Regions from separate parts of the Mus musculus genome. Here region 1 is linked to region 2. Evidence: chromatin contacts called from public Hi-C data. All regions are on one chromosome and are shown on one strand. The core of a region is the stretch at or near the end of the contact, and the rest is flanking DNA. Distances in the headings are between cores, read along the strand shown. Region 1 overlaps Creb5 (cAMP responsive element binding protein 5). Region 2 holds the start of Creb5 (cAMP responsive element binding protein 5).

What was found. A called contact is a pair of places that touch in the nucleus more often than the background predicts.
Region 1: a Hi-C map of pro-B cells shows a contact between it and region 2, with 2.9 times the contacts expected there. The contact joins the enhancer-like site here to the promoter of Creb5 in region 2. A contact is called at or near these places in 4 of 39 promoter capture datasets (cranial neural crest, frontonasal cranial neural crest, hematopoietic stem and progenitor cells and 1 more), 16 of 484 Hi-C or Micro-C datasets (the BV-2 cell line, ECoMG myeloid progenitors, bone marrow-derived macrophages and 10 more), 6 of 115 datasets of contacts at active chromatin or transcription factors (bone marrow-derived macrophages, craniofacial prominence, embryonic limb bud and 3 more) and 4 of 9 other capture datasets (adipose tissue, embryonic trunk, liver and 1 more).

What each region holds. Positions count from the first base shown.
Region 1 is chr6:53,460,074-53,463,483 of GRCm38.p6, forward strand. The region is part of intron 5 of Creb5 (cAMP responsive element binding protein 5); the gene reads left to right. Among named protein-coding and RNA genes, the nearest start is that of Gm38815, 9.8 kb to the right of the region's middle. Within about 2 kb of position 1,993, at least 29 of the 459 cell types and tissues checked have an H3K27ac peak or open chromatin away from gene starts, as enhancers often do. A contact at or near this core is called in adipose tissue, fibro-adipogenic progenitors, hematopoietic stem and progenitor cells and 4 more, where this site is marked.
Region 2 is chr6:53,285,605-53,288,736 of GRCm38.p6, forward strand. Creb5 (cAMP responsive element binding protein 5) reads left to right here and starts at 1,699. Exons shown (of 11, transcript NM_001327821.1): 1 at 1,699-1,769.

The DNA.
Region 1 (3,410 bases), core at 743-3,242, 170 kb after region 2:
ATGGCTAGGCAGAGAGGGCAGAAGGCACGGACTGAGAGTGTTGTATCCTGCCTCCTCTGTGAGCCTCCACTGTCTCAGTTTTGATTTAATCCTCCAGTATTTCACTACCATTTCCTCTTTCTCTATAGTTTTGCTTCCCCAACAGTATGGCCTTCCCCTAAGCTCAAGGGCTATAGTATGGCCACTTCCATAGAATCATCCTATACTGTACCATACCCCAGGACAGCCTTGTTCGTAGGCTCAGTGAGTTGTCATCTCAGAGGCAAGACTGGCTTGTTTGTGAATCTTGACCATTGGATGTGTGTGGTTACGAACTGAGAGGTGTTCTTCCAGAAGACACACTCTAGTCCTAATGCCTGGCACATATAAATGACCCCTGACTTAAGATGTAATTCAAGTTAAGACATGGACTTGGATGGGTCCAAAATTCAACAACTGGACTCCTTATGTGGAGGTGGAGGAACCGAATCACAGGGGAATGTATCATGTGACTACACAGACAGACACTGAGCTGGTACAGTTGAAGACCTTGGAATGCAGAGGACTATGGGGAGTATTCAAGGCTAGGGTTAAGGCACACACATGTTCTGCCTCAGAACTCCAGAAGAAAAAGCTGGGCAGCACCGCCATGTCAGACTTCTAGCCTCCCAAACCAAACACATTGCTGTTGTTTCTAAGGCATCCAGTCTGGTAATTTGTTATGTTAGCGAAGCTTCAGGAACTAATACGCATGCCTCCATGGCTTATGGAGCTGTCTACCTTGGCAAGAGAACTGTGGTAAAAGATCTACCACCCCACTCTCCTTTTATTGAGCTATAACAGATGTGGGGATAAAAGTATTAAGAGGAAAAATAAAAAGGCAAACTAAGAACCAGAACAAGACTATATTCTACAGAATGACTGTCCTGTAGCCAGGACCTCTTTGGTGACACACTCTGAGTTTCCATGGCTATGGAAGGGAATGAGGAGGCCTTTTCAAACCAGGAAGGGCCATTGTTGACATCTTCTCAGAGAAGAACTTAGTAGACTCCCAGCTTTCTCAGGACTAGGACTGCACATCCACACGGTGGAAGACAGTCCGCCCTGAGGTGAACAAGGGGGGTTCTTCAGCCGTGTGTTTTTTCAGCCACAGTGCTAACTGTTACATGCCTGTTCTTCAGCCACAAGTGCTAACAGTCGCACGCTGAAGAGCGTGCTTGTTGTGTCTTGAGCTATCTGCCCTATAATTTGCAAAGGAGGGAAGGTCAGTATCTCAAACAGGTTGGGCATTTTTGAACTGAGCCTTCTGGAAGTTTGCAGTAACCCTGTCATACAGTCTTGAATACTTCACTGCTTGGTCACAAGGGAGGCCATGAGAGATGGCTATGAAGGGCAGCCCAGGGTGGGCTTTGATTTTAATCTGCGTGTGCTTATGTTTGGTCAGGAAAGCCTGCATTTGTAGATGCATGTGTGTATAATTATGTTTTTTTTTTCCGAAAAGTACTGAATGGAATTGTAGAGGTTGGTTACACTGGGTCTTCCTCCTGTTCTCCTGCAGGCCGGGTGCGCAGTTAGAACTGCTGTACCCCACTCACGTCATCTTGAAAAGGGAAGAAAGGGGAGTAGCTTAAGTGGTGACACTGATTTTTTTTTTTTTTTTTGATCCTGTAGTTTCTTCTTGGCTCCTTTCAAAGTCTCCTTCTACCTCCTTCTAGGACTAGGTGATTTAAAGGGGAAAAATCATTGCATCTGTATGCTCCAAGCCATCTAATAGGCTGTAAGGTCCATAAAACACCAGCACACTAGCAGCAGGATTGTGTGGTAGGTGAATGGAACAGGAGACACTCCCCAGAGTGAGACCCTGAGTAGGGCTTAGTGTTAGGAACAAAGAGACACAGAGTTTGCAAGGCTGTCAATCACAGGGTGGGGATTTCAAGTTCCGGGTTCATGGCGTTCCTGACACTTGAAAACAAATGTTTGCAATCAGGGAAGTTACTTAACTTTTCCGTGGTATGTAAACAAATTGCTTTTCTTGTCTCAGCCTCCTTGTTTGTGGGCTCGTTTGAGCGTGCCTATCTTTAGGACTTTGCAGTTTTCGGATCCACATGATCCTTCCCTTAATAGGCTCATCAGATCATGATGTCACCTTGATTTCCATAATACTTTTAATGAGCCAGAAAATTGAAGTCATTCTCCTTGCCAAACCATTGACTCAGCTTGTGGTCCTCACCCTTTCTGGACAGAACTCTGCCTGGGTGTCTTCCAAACACATGTTCCTCTTGGAGTCCTGGTGCAAGACCCCTGGGCATATGTGATGCCTGCCCTTATCAGTGGATAAAGGAGGGGCAGATGTTGTTCCCCAGGTTAGCCAACAGCACTGGCAGGAATCCAGGGTGTTCTTTCAATTTTTCTAAAATAAAAACTAGAGGAATACAGTCATAGGAATAAGGGAACCTTCTGCAAGTTTCTTTACAATAGGGTAATTTTCCCTGCCAGCTCTCCAGACTCCCAGACACCCCGTATCCGCTGTGCTCTCTGACTGCAGTCTAGCACTGCACATTTGCCTGACGTATTCCCTCTTCCTGAGCCTTGTAATTCTCATAAGAAGTAGAGAATTATCGGAGGGAAGGAAAGGAAGGGACCAGGATAACTGTAATCACATTCACCATCGACCGTGTTCTTTTGGCATAGTAAAGAGAAGCAGGCACACACCATGAATTTCAGGTTTCAAAAATCATTTAAAAAATTCCAACCTAAATAGAAAACAAGCTCTAATTTAATAAGGCTCCGAAAAGTGGTTTGTAAGAAAGCGCCAGTAATAATCAAGTCCTGGCTGGCCGCAACAATTGGGAAAGAGTGGCACCTCCCAGCATGTCCTCGGGCCATGTGTGTCTGTCCCCCCACCCCCAAAACCACTCTTCGGTTTGGCACACTTTGTCACCTGGCAATTGCTGAGCTCCTGGGGCTACAGACTGGCATGCCCTGGCAGCACCCCACAGTCACCACTGATGGCAGAAAACCAGAGCTGAGGGGGAAAGGGTGGTCCAGCTCTGGCTCTGTGACCTGCCACGATAAGATGCATGTCATTGTAAGAGCTGGGTTGTTAAACCCTTAGCATCGGAGTAGTTTATTTATTTACCTATGCATGACTTCACTCCAGAGGGGGCACTTGGGGGAGGTTCAGAGAATGACAATCCAAGATTAAGAACAAAAAGAAACGTATAGGAGAGAGGAAATAAATGCGAGACTATAAACCATGGAGATGGTATTTATCACAATGGCTATATAATAAGAGAAAGGAGATTTCCCAAACTGTCAGTCTATCTGTTCTGGATGCCTTGTATAGGTTCACACATATGTTAAGGGAGAAGCAGTCCGTCTAGGGGATCAGTGTGGCCCTCTCATGGAGACACCCACCCCTCCCACTAATG
Region 2 (3,132 bases), core at 449-2,948:
AGGACCAGCATCTTCTTTCACAGTTCCTTCAGTGTCCCATGGAGAAGAGGAGAGGAAAATTCACAGAAGAACTTATAGGAAGGCTACAAGGAAAGAGGGAGTTGTCAGTCCCTGTGATTTCAGGGAACCCTGAAGACAAGTGGTGGGGGAGGAGGGGCTAAACACTTCAAACCAGAAAGGAAATAGAAAGCTCTTCCACTTAGTATGTCAAAACCAGCTCAGAAATGTGACAATTTGGGCAAAGCATTACGATTCCTAGCCAGTCTAGTCATGATCCTCTGGCAGACTACACAGTCAGGCTGTGATGCATTGGGATGAGAGGCACTATATAAATGTCAGATGTTACATAAATGTCAGGAGCCATTATTGTTTGTTAATGGGGGCTAAACTGTTCCTAAGCAAAGATCCAACTCCCAGCCAGCAAGCTCTTAGTTGAAGTTCTAACCAGTCAGCCATCAGAAAAGAATTAATATGCCTGATTCTACCAAGGAACCCAGGTGAGATCTGGGGTTAGACATGCGCTAGAGTGGTCCCTGATGATCAGGAGAGCTCCTAGCCTTCTGAGTCTGTCTGCCTCAGCTCAGCTGTGAAATAGAGATAATTACAACACACTCCCCGCTTTTCCTTATTCTGTCAAAGTCATATGAGGAAGAAGAAAATGGTGTGGCTTCAAGTGTTTGGCAAAGTGTGAGCTGTTGTTGGATGACAGTGGTCATTTCGAACAGGCTTTCAATGCTCCCCAAAGGGAGAGAGAGCTTCCAAAAGGAAATCTAGCCCTTGCCAGGGATGAGGAAGGTGAGAGCGGTGGCTTCTGGCCCATGCTGAAAAAGGTCAGTCCTCTTTTCCCTTTGCAGACCTGGCCCTAGATCCTGTATTCTAGCCCTGGCTCGACTGCTTCCCAGCCGGCGAGCTTGGGCCAGTAGCAGAGGCTCTGGAAGCAATGGCCAGGGCCCTTCCGGCGCTGACGCGGAGTCTAAATCCGGCTCATCATTTGGCTCTTGGCTGAGATTCGCCTTTCGCCTTTAGAGAGATTCTCTCACAGGTCAGCACATGCAAGGTGCGAGACCAGGGAAGGCTGTGTGTAGTCCTACTGAGTGTGCACAAGAAGTTATATGCCCTTGAGCGTGATGAGGAGAGGGGCGGCGAAATGGAGATACTAAGAAGCCAGCATGCAGAGAACGCTGCAATGAGGTCATGGCTGTCACAGGCAAAGGATCTGGGTATCTTCGGTGGCTGGGGTAGGGAAGTAGGAAGTGGCCTGCATTTGTAAGTGTAAATGTCTCTTTCTACCTCCTTCAGCATCCTTACCACCTCATGCACACACCCCAAACCTTACTTCTTTCTGACCCTACAGACACTTCTTGCAGAAGAGCTCGTGCCGGTGTCTCCTGCGTGGCTCTGTTTGAAACCTTCAGGATTGTTTCCAAGCTGACTCACACCACTAATGTCGGGGGGCCGTGTTACTCGGCGCTGGGCTGTGCAAGCTGTTGCTTGCGCGATCGCGGACGCCGCCGCAAGCACCCGGGTCCGCTCGAGGGGCGGGATTTGGGCGGGGCGGAGACCGGGCCCGCCCCCTCGGCGTGCGGGCCCCGCCCCTCTCTCCCTCCTTTTCCCCAACGGACCGCAATGATTTAGAAGTTCAGGAATCCCACGTGACGTCACCGGGGGGGTGATGTAATGCACTCTAAATAGAATGTATTGTAATCTTTGCTCAGTCCAACGTGGTCCCTTCACCCGGGCTCGGCTCTTGCCTTCTCCACACTTGTTTGGTAAGTTCCTAAAAATACGGCGCGGCCACTTCTGGGCCTTTTGCATTTAGCCACTTTCGCTGCACTTGCCGCGCGAGCCGACTCCGGAGCGTCCTTGTTTGCAGGGGTTGGTTCATCGCTGCAGCCGCGAGGTTACTTAGTCCAATGGGCAGGTCACAGGGCAAGGAGTAGAAAGGATGCGATGCATTTTTTCCCCCTTGATTTGTGTTTGTAAACACTTTGGCGGATCAGAAGGAAGTCCGGCCCCAATTGCTGGTGGACTGTGGAGTTGTGCTGTGTCCTGTAGTCACCCAGAGACCCCACGCCGTGTCCGTCCCGGAGCGCTTCTTGGTGATTGCTGCGCCGTGCGACTGGAGGGATGCTGAGTGGAGCCAGCGCCGTGTCCGACCCAGTGTGCGTGCGTGTATGGGAGCGCGCGTGAGTTTCCCTGACACGGGGAACAGTTATGAATCGGGGGTGTATGTTTGCCTCCAGAGCCCCGGCATGGTGTGGAACCCTTCTGAAGTGTGGTCAAGCGGCGGTGGTGGTGGCGGCGGCGGAGGCGGCAGTGGTAGCAGCAGCAGCAACAGACCAGGAACCTGGAGCCTCCTCGCATCCCGTTTCTCAGTGATGCAGCGGAACCCCGGGAGAAAGTTAGCAAACTTCCAACCGTTGCGGCAAAGTCGCCTGGTCACCTAGGGGCAGCCGAGCGAGTTCGCAGGGGGTTCTCCCTCTCCCGGGTGCCCAGCGGCCGCTGCCAGTTCTCGCGACCGGCCGCCGGCTGCAGCGGGAGGGTCGGTTGCCTTGGAGGGGGACTTGACTTTCGCTCCAGGCGCTCCAGCTCGAGAGTGCTCCGCAGCCCTCGCCTTCACTCCTGCAGCCGCCTCCCGCCTCCGTCCCCTTTGCGCTGGCACTCTTACTTCTTCCGGGCTGCTGCCCCAAATGACAGCTGGGGCCCGAGCCGCACTGCACCCAGGCGGTTCTCAGGACCGGGCGACAGAGTCTGCCTTTGAGCCAGATTCTTTATCGAACCGCTTAAACTTTTCACAAAGTTCTTAAAGGGTTGAGACAAGCAGACACCGCCCCCACTAAGCCACTTTAGAGGGACTATAGCCCGCTTTAATTTTTCATTTATTTTCTAGTCATAGATTTATTTCCAGGGAGTGTCTAGTAGAAAAAGCTCCAGCTTTCCCTGGACGAGTGCCGCCCCCACTTGATGCTGGTTCAACGCTGGGAACTAGAGTGGGCTACTTGTACATCGTTGTCAGTATCAGCAACGCTTGCTTGGTTTTTTATTTTTCCCTCTTCCTGACATGTGTCAAAGAATAAAGGCTGGCTACAGGTCCATTACGTCATTCTGCAGGCCAGTAAGTGTTTTATTAAG